Linked DNA regions of Anas platyrhynchos: region 2 is linked to region 1. A link is a contact called in public Hi-C data. All regions are on one chromosome and are shown on one strand. The core of a region is the stretch at or near the end of the contact, and the rest is flanking DNA. Distances in the headings are between cores, read along the strand shown. Region 1 holds the start of APOH (apolipoprotein H). Region 2 overlaps PRKCA (protein kinase C alpha).

Region 1 (4,817 bases), core at 1,278-3,777:
ATCATTTCAATATCACCCAGCTGAAGCCTAGTAAATTATCATTAACAAAATTAAATCAATTCAAGTCCCTTTGCTACACTTGATGTCAGAGCTGAATTTATTTATTCCTTCTCTTGCTTCTGCAGAGGAAGAAGTAACTGAGGCTACTGATGTTCTTCATTGAACTCCAGATTGTGGCTCGCTTAGGCTCTTCCCAGGTAAGCACTATTTATTAATTACTCACCAAGTAGTGTGACTGTATGTTGCTATCAACTATATCTCTGCATTTATCATAATTCTATTTATTTAAATGTATCCTCATTTCTAGAATCAGTAAGCAGCCTTCAGTAAAAGTGTGTTTGGTCCAGGGACTAAATGAGGATTAACCTCATGTTTTCATTTACTGAGCTCGGAAGGACACAGAAACAAAATTTTCAGTCTCTAGAGCCTGACAGCATAACAACTTAGATAGTGATTATCCTTTCTTTGCTGTAGGATTTCATCTCATGATGTAATAAGAGGATTTAAAAAGCAGGGGAAAGTGGTCTGGAATAAGTCTTTGTATAAAATCTCTGCTATTTTGATGGTTTTCCTGTCTGTAAGATGTTGCTTGTGAGTAACAAAGCCCTGGAATGTAATAATTGAGTTTGAACAGGGAAGGATCACTAAACATGGCCTTTTTAAGCCTCTGAAGTTCAGAGGGGTTTTAAGGTGATATTTTCTAAGTTCCCTGGCTCGTAATGTTCCAACAGGTGATAGTAGAGTGTAAAGCTGTGATTTAGATTATTTAGATTTCTTATTTAGCAGCACAAGAGAGGGAGTCCTTACCCTGGTTCACACGAAAAACTTAAAGAACTCTGGTAATAAGAGTCTATAAAATCAATTTTTCCATGCTGTAGCTGTCCAGGAGTGGGACATCTCATTGCTGTTAATTAAAGATAAAAAGGATACTATTATTTCACGAGGCATGAAGCTAGGATAGTGGAAACAGAGTGGTTGTAAAGGGGTCTGGGTGCCTTTCAATTTTCTCTGCTTTTGTGTGCTACATTTCCCAAGTGTAAGTAAATATTGTACATTTCTATGAAAACATAATAAAGGTAGCTTCAAAAATTTCATGATTAGATCATTTTTAATGATTGATTGTCTGCAATTAAATGGTAAAAAGGAATGGCAATGGATACAATAAAGGCAGATGATGTTATCAACCAATCTGATCACTTAGAGTACAAGCACTGCTGGGCTGAGCCAGGTTAAGGTTTGTTTTGTCTGGATCCAGTCCCTATCACCCTCTGGCAGCAGAGGCATAAGGGAAGTGCATGGAAAGCTCCTTCTCCTGTTGCTTTCACCTCTTTCCCTTCACACCCAGTTGTCTTCTGATGACTATTTATTTTTCAGGAGAAAACTTAGAGCAATCTAAGTTTTTGTTTGTTTGTTTGTTTTGCTTTGTTTTTAACCTATTTTGACTCAGGAAAGTAATAACAAAAAAACATACGAGCAAAATACAGCAAAACACACAGCTCCTTGGCAGGAGGCAGCAGCTTTGCGGGGAGCAAGATGGCTTCTGCATTTGTTCTTTTGCACCACGTCAACAACGTGGTGCAAAATTTGGGGGTAAGTTCTACTTAGTTTTACTTACGCAGGCACAGGAGCGTGTTGAGAGGCCACTTGCCGGTGGGCTGGCAGGTGTACTTCCTCTGGCCATTGTTGGGGACAAAGCCAGGCCTGCAGGTGTACTCGATTTCCTCACCCACATCGTACACAGTTTTAACCACATTGATTGTGGCGAAGAGCACTTCTGGTGGCTTGGAACAGACTGGAAGAGAGGAGACGCTTTACCAAAAAAGAAAAAAGTGGGCAGAAAGTTTGAGATATCGTAGTCTCTAAACTGGAAGCACAAGTTTCTGTATTATAGCCAGCTGCTGGATGTCCCTATGCTGAGCTAAGCGTCCATCTATCATCTACAGGTGACTTACTGAGGAAAGGGAGGGCTGTAGTAAGCATCAGCAAGGAAAAAATGTGTTCTTTTTCTTCTCTCTGGCAGCTCTATCATGGCCCCAGTTACACTTCTTAGTGAGGAGGAAAAAAGTGCTTTTGCTTTAAAAATGGATTTATGAAGTGTTCTTCAAAGCAAGGCAATTATGGTAAATGATTTAGGGGAAAAATATGGTGAGAGGGACTTAGAAAAAAACTGATGCATTTCATTTTTAATCCAAGTTGGTTTGGTGGTGTCAGAAATTCCCCTCACTGTAGAAATGAAGGAAAGGAAGCGAAGACGAGAAACAGCTTTCAGAGAACCCCCATTCAAAACAGTTGACCAGAAATATCCAAAGGCTTTACAGTTCCCTTGCTTTCTCCGGATTCCCTCCCTCACACTCTAGGGTAGCAGTGGCTATTAGAAAGCGGAGGGCGCTTACCTTTTGCTGCAAGAGCAGAGTGGGTCAGAGCAGCCGCACACACGACCAGCACCAGGGAGTACATCGCTGCCAGTCCACCAGTTTCCCGAATGACCCTCAATCCAGCGTTTCTTCCCCTAAAAATAAAGGCAGCCACAAAAGGGTGGTTACATATTAACTCTTTGTATTTATTCCCACCCTGGTAAACAGAAGATAAAAGGGTCCTTGTGTAGCTGGAATAAAGGATGAAATAACCGTCACATGTTGCACTGGTACATAATGCAGGAATTCAAACAGCAGTCTTGGCTGCAAACATCTCCGCTCCGGTTGTTGCTGCAAAGCATCTCCTGTTGGGGCTGGTGGCTTTGAGAAAACAGTATTATTTTCTCAGCATCTCTAAAGGATGAGGATGCTTGGAATTCAATATTGGATCAAATAATAGAACTGTCACTGAGAAGCTTTTGTTTCTCACTCGAGCTTGTATGTTTTCATGTACCAAAGACTGCTGAGAGTTATAAAGCTCTTTTTAAGGCAAAACGGTTAGTGTTGGAGTGACATTGGTGGTGTTATATGCCTCCAGTGATAATACCAGATAAATAATGATTTAGCTGATGATCTGGACTGAAACTTCAGGCTTCGTGGGCCTGTTTTATCTGATTCATGTTGTCAGTTGTCATCTTTCAATTAATGGATAACCAGTTAACTACTGCATAAGTACTATAGGGAAGGGTCACCATGCCAGTGCTGTGGAAAAAGTGAAATAATGGTTCTAGGTTGTGCTTATTTGTGATAAGAGCTCATATTTGAGTCATGGTTTTGGGTGGTATAAAAACTTGTTTTGATTCCCCCATTTGGGGTCATCAAGTCAAAACTTCACAGCTATCAGCTGATGTTCTGATCACTGCAATCCTCCTAATTTAGCAGATTTTAACTGCAGGAACATCTCAAGTGCAACCAAAATAACATTTGTGTAATCATTGTTCCACAGTTTGGTGTTTCTAATCTAAGTATCCTCCTTCCCCGCTGACTCACAGCCTGCGAGGGGGAGTGAGGGACATTTGAAGCTCAAACGAGAAGCTAGGTTATGTCAAACCCTTATTGCTGAGATCTTAAATAGTTTGTTTATTTTTGCTTCATGATTTTTCCCTGTTTGCATGTAAAACACAAACTTTAGCCACAACATCAAACAATTAGGATCATTCTAGTCTTCTCAGAAAGAAAGTAATATGAATGTCTTGCTCAAAATATTTACCAAACACACAGTGCCAAAGGGCGAAGTACAACTGCTAAATCAACCAAGAAATATAGACTTTATTTTCTGTATTTACATCTGATTATTTTCCCATTTGTCACAGCCTACTTCCTCTACAAAATTTCACAAGTATATCACTTTTCCCTTCCCACCACACTGCAATGCTGTAATGAACTTTCTTGCCTCTGGTTTAAATCCTTCTTTAGATCTGCCTGCTATTCTGACAAAATTCTTTTCTGTGTTTAAAATAGCCCAGGAATAGATGGGCACAATTTTATCCATTTCAATGCTGACCATGTGAGCACTTCTCACTGTGCTCACCAGATGGCAGAATCTACTCTGCCATCTACCTTACAGCCATAAACTTGAGCTGAAAAGTTTTTCCTATGCTACTTGAAGAGACCGGGGAGACACAATAGAAAAAGTGGGTTGAATAAAGGGCATGATGATCTTTGCATGCAGTTTGAATATCTGTTGTATGTGATAACTTTTCTGCTTCTAAAATTGGAAGTAAAACTTTGAATAATTGCATATGAAATTGAAGAAAAAAAAAAAGTTAAGTATGCATTTCATACAACGGGAAAATAACTGCCAATATTGTGACTCTCTTAAAAAAAAGTTTTTCTGCAATAGGAAACATCAGGATATATGTTGCCAATAACTGAACCTTTTTCCATACCTGGACAAGGGTTGTTCAACTTGGTAGAGTATCAGCAACCAATCTATTTCTTTCTGTGCTTGATGATGTTGTGCAATTATTTATGTCATCTGGTTTTCCATCAAACCCAGCCCACTTCTTACCAGGTATGCTCTTTATTGCTAGTGCTTCCATAAACCCAATCATGAGGTGGAACTTTGCATTTATTTGGTCACTAACAAAACAGAGGGGACTCCTGTTCTCTGCCACAAATGGCCTTACACTCCTAAAGGAAGAAATGCTAGCTGTGAGCAGAGGCAGGAGTGCAAGGACACACTGGGATGATGTTGGCTAGCATGATGTGCGGAGTATCAGTATCACAGTAGTCTGTTACCCGATTTTGTGCTAGCACAACCTAAAAGGAGAATACGTAGGAGGGAAGCGAATGAACTTTGCAGAAGTTGTGTTGCCAAGACAAAAATATGAAGGGCAGCATAGCAGAGATCAAGAGCACATGTTTGAAAAGATTGCAGTTTAATGATGGAGACTGGCAGCG
Region 2 (4,817 bases), core at 1,033-3,532, 95 kb after region 1:
AGCAGATACTTGAAAAATCTTCAGAAAACTGGATATGGAAGGATAGCCTCTGTTCAGAGAATCTGACACGGCGTGTCACAACCCAGGTTTGCTCCAACCTTTGAAACTGCCCAGATGACTGTAAGAAAGGCTCTTGCTGTGTCTGGTGTTAGCTAATAACTTAACTGAATTGTGCTGAACTGACTTGGGCTGATTTCTGTAGGACGATGTATTTTGGAATATCAGGGGGTTGGCAGGCTCAATATTTACTCTATTTGGAAAGGACATTCTGATGAAAAATTAATAAATATCATCACCAGGAAAATAAAACATCTCCAAATGCTTTAATATAAGCTTTGCAAATAGCTAGATTACATAATGTAGGGATGAGGATGCGCCTCCCATTGATGTGGAATATGGGCTGGCTGGTTTTGCTGCTTCTACATTAAAAATAAAAATGCTGAATAAATGCAGCATAGAGCTGTGTTTATACTTTGTGTACTTAAACTTTTATTACGCTGTGATAAAAGCCTTTTTTTTTTAATGTTGTCTTGCTGTTGCAGAGTAGCCTCATTTGTTGTGCCTGACATGAAATATGTAAAAAATAAAAAATAATAAAACAAGACCTTGCTCTGTCATGCTTAAAGTAGCCGTGGGAGTTGAATGGAATGAGACTTGATAAATTAATGATGCTAAGTGCTGAAGGAAAATGGAAAAGTGATAAATGTAAGTAGAGAGGTGCCAATCTGTAATACTGTGATTGATGGGCCAGGCACATAGGTAATGGCAGAAACTGTGGGCAAGGGTATAAAGCAATGAATTGAATTTAAAGCAATTGGGTGAATTTGGGACTAACAATAACTGGTCTCACCAGAATAGTGAATTCCATAGAAAAGCATGTGTTTAATACACACATTTGTTGTAATCACTTTAAAAAAATATATACATTTACTTTAGGGGAGATGATGTGATTTTGTAAATATTTAACACGTTATTCATGTTTATCTTGTAACTGTGTGTTTTGTTTTGCTACAAGTCTAGTCTTTTTCTGACTGACATTTATTATGAAACTTCATTTTTGTTTGAACCTGAACTAGTACTATTTCTGTTTTTCAAATCATACTTTCTTAAATAATGTATTTTTATAGATTTCTGTGCCAGATTCAGTCAGCCATTGTCAGTTCTTTGTTTGCTGTTTGTTTGTGTGTTATTTTGTCTTGCTCGTAGTAACCCGGGGGCACGTTGGTTAATTTTCAGCTGAAGCCTGTTGCAGCGCTGTGTGCCTGTCTGAGGGCACGGGCATAAAGCAATTGGCTTAGGTGCAAGAGCAGCCTCCCTGGTTTGGAAGGTGAGTTGGACTTCGTGTTGCTTGCATCTTGGAATAACCCCGTGTTAAAGCAGGTCAGACGTCTTTGCCTTGCTACCGTGCACGCATGGTGGGTAGGATGGACAGCTGCTCTTGGTGACAGCAGAAATTAGGAAATAATTTGTGGTAGCTGTTGCTAACTCTGTTGGGTAAAGCAGAACTTTCCTCTTTACCAACCCCAGCTCCTTTGGAGTTTTTCTTATAATTCTGTTGTAGTAGGAGGATGTTACAAATTCTCAGATAACTTTGAATCAGCAGAGCTCCAAGGAGTCACCTTTCAGTTCCCAGCAACTGATTTGCAGAAATTGGTCAAACAGCTTGTTCTTAGCAGCTTCACCACCGCAGTGCAGCAACACTTCGGTGTTACTCACTGGGCAGAATAGCTGCTCATCACGTCACGGTGTGTGTCCAGTGGTTGAGCTGAGGTTTCTCCTTCTCTAAGTTGTATCCCAAACAATTTGTTTCTCCAGAATGAATCTGTAGGGTGATAGATGCAAAAACCTCTACCTGTGGCTTGAAAAATGTGTCAAATTACAAAAGCATTGGCAAAGGCTGGGGCTGCTCTAGCAAACAAGTGCTTTGCATTATCCACTAGAACTGCTGCCAGGCTTTCTAGCTGCCCATAAATGCCATGGAAGGGAGATGTAGAGTGCTCTAACTAGAATCACAGGGAAATCAGCATTCAGTGATCTCGACCAAACGTGTATATCCAGGATATGCAATAGAGATCAAGATGTGGATTATATCTGAAATATATATATATTTTTTTTTGTACTAGGATTGCTTTCACTTGCCCAGCTCCTTCTTGAGTTTGCTGGGCACTCTGCTTGGGGCTGCAGAAGGCATGGAAGGCTCAGCCCTCTTCCTAGGTTGTGTCCCCTCTGCTTCTTAACTTTATGAATTTACTGCCTGCCTGGTTTGTCTTGCATCAGTGTGGCTAGAGGGCATTTTGCGTCCTTATCATTGCTACGTCATGCCAAGCACAGTCATTGGACACTGCAGAAAAATACTTTGTCTACTTGATCCAGTACATCTTTTTTTTTTTTGAATAGATAAAATACTTAGTGTAAGTCTGAAATTCTTCTATTAATTTCTTTTAATTCATTTTCTTTTCCAAAATATCAAACTTCCAATGAAGAGCAATATATGAGACACATTTCTCCTGCATATGAAATTGTCAATGTAAACTGTACCAGAAGCATTTATGTTACAATTTCAAGTAACTTCCTGCTGATTGCATTATACAGCAATCTAATAACTTGGAATATGCACATTATAACACTGTTATCTGAAGCAGTTAGTTTCCTTTAGCGCATGTAAAAGTTCATCTGGAGGAAGTGTATTAATGCCTCCTTGTGTTTGTTTCTTTTAACGGTAAGAAGAGTTTTTTGTGGGCTGAAGTGACTTCTGGAGACAAAATGTGATTTCTGGCTGCCAGGTTTATAAATATGTGCTTTGCATTTATGTTTTTCTATGTTCTCTGCTTGGTGTAGTCTGTTATGGAAGGATTTTTTTCCCCAAAACCTAATATGTTATCTTCAATTAAAAAATATATATATATATTAATAATTTCCTCCAGGTTCTCCTAGATAGGCTATAAAGGTCTGGATTGTCTCCAAGATGGGTGCTACAGAAGGAAGGGTTTATATTTTACTGAAAAGTTTATTTTTCATGTATTCCTACAGGCCTAACACTTGACCAGTGCTAGCAAACCTGGTTATCAAAGATCTTTTTTTTCCATTTCCTTGTTCCTTATGTAAGTCTGCTGCATGTTTATCATATCAGATTTTTTCTTTCAGCAGGATTAATATTGTGCAATTCCATTTGTTCCTGGGATTAATTTTAATAATTGTTTTTGATGCAGCCTTACAAAGGCTTAGCCAGCAGTGCTAGAAAAAGCCTATGTTGAGCTACATACTGGATTATAGAGCAAGGACTGTTTCTTCTATTCTTCTTTTTAAACATTATATTACTTGCAGATTAGGAAAAATGCAATTATTCTGCTCTGGTAAATGCCAGACAATTTTCACAGATGTGTTTTTTGTGTTCCTGGATTGAACAAGGCACTGTAAGAGCTTTTATGAATGAGACTTAAGATCTTTCCATATTCTTTATTTCCTCAATGGCGGTATCAGCCTGCAGAGTTCCTAGCAAAAGGCCATGTCTGTGTGGTGAACGATGCGATGAGCAGGCAAGGGTCCTGACTTGCCTGATGTTGGCAAATTAATTAGAGTTGCGATCGTTGTGGGGACTCCCACCATGTGTTTGGACTGAATTTCATAATAGCAGGACAGAGGCAAGGCACAGCTTTTTCATTCATTTTCCATTTGTTTCAAAATGGAAAAGGGTTTTCTCATTTGTTAAGAGAATGGAAAAAGCTATTTATCTATTTCTCACTCTTCGGTATTTTTGTCTGTTGCTCCTGGATATGTGTTTTTTGTACAAAATTGACCCAGTAGTGCTCATGGAGATGAACTTCAGAAATTATGTGTGCCAGCATTTAGGGCACTATTAATTCGTGCTGGCTTATCTTCTGCCAAACAGAAAAAGAAAGAGGAAAGGATGCAGAAGAGTCTTGCCTGTAAGTATGTGAGGTTCTGCAAACACAGAACAGGCAAAGCTGCTGAGATTTGTCCCAGGCATGCCACACGCTTGGCAGTTTGTCCTGGGTTTGTTCCCTTACCTAAAATCACCGTTACAGGGAGATTTTAATATTTGGAGAGGTTTCCAGTGGCTGGTAGGGGTAGATGCTGCAGTGCTTTCTGGAGCTGTGCAGTCTTCGTGGTCTGAGGCTCCACCAAGGAATGTTCTTGCCCACCAAAGGTTTCTGAGAAATCAGGAGTAGGACTCAGGACTCGTCCTCCCTCCTGTGGAAGTTTTCTGCCAGCAAAGTGCTTCTGTGCAGGCTTCCTTCCAAATGAAAAGCCTTCATTGTGATCTGGGAAGCTCCTTTGCCATCAGCAGCCTTGAGAAAAAACACTTTTATTAAAGGAGGAGAAGGGAAAATGCATGGTACTGAGTGCTCTCAGGATGGGCATAGTGGAGAGATCAAGCTAGGAAGTTATCTTCCAATGTTCCTGAATGGTTTGGGGAGGTTTCTCTATCTCCATAATTTTTTCTGCTTTGAACAGCGCACAGTTAATTGCAAGGGATTAAATATTTGTATATCATATTACTGTGCAGTGCTGAATGCGGCAGGGACTTTTCCTAATGCTGCCAGGTGGTGGAGGCTCGTTCCCCCCAGGAGCAAGGCTGGGCTGGTGGCCCCAGAGCACTGCTCCCAGGAGCTCGCTGCTCTTCCAATGCCACCACGGCTTGTCTGTGTCCACCTGTTTGATTAGCGAACCTCAAAAGGGTCCAATTCAGCCCAAGGGACGGCAGCTTGGTGTCAGTTTTTATTTTTAATGTAACCGAGCTCTTTTCTGTGGTCACGGTGAAGCATTTTCCTCCCCAAAGTAACGCTGCCTTTGTT

Evidence for each region. A called contact is a pair of places that touch in the nucleus more often than the background predicts.
Region 2: a Hi-C map of liver shows a contact between it and region 1, with 3 times the contacts expected there. The contact joins the enhancer-like site here to the promoter of APOH in region 1. A contact is called at or near these places in 5 of 8 Hi-C or Micro-C datasets (F1 follicle, F5 follicle, liver and 2 more).

What each region holds. Positions count from the first base shown.
Region 1 is chr19:3,287,758-3,292,574 of IASCAAS_PekinDuck_T2T, forward strand. It overlaps APOH (apolipoprotein H), which reads right to left and starts at 2,528. Exons shown (of 6, transcript XM_072025836.1): 1 at 2,394-2,528; 2 at 1,616-1,792. The coding sequence starts at 2,457. It overlaps PRKCA (protein kinase C alpha), which reads left to right and starts at 140. Exons shown (of 18, transcript XM_021269952.4): 1 at 140-197.
Region 2 is chr19:3,382,684-3,387,500 of IASCAAS_PekinDuck_T2T, forward strand. The region is part of intron 3 of PRKCA (protein kinase C alpha); the gene reads left to right. Among named protein-coding and RNA genes, the nearest start is that of CACNG5, 79 kb to the right of the region's middle. Within about 2 kb of position 2,283, at least 1 of the 8 cell types and tissues checked has an H3K27ac peak or open chromatin away from gene starts, as enhancers often do.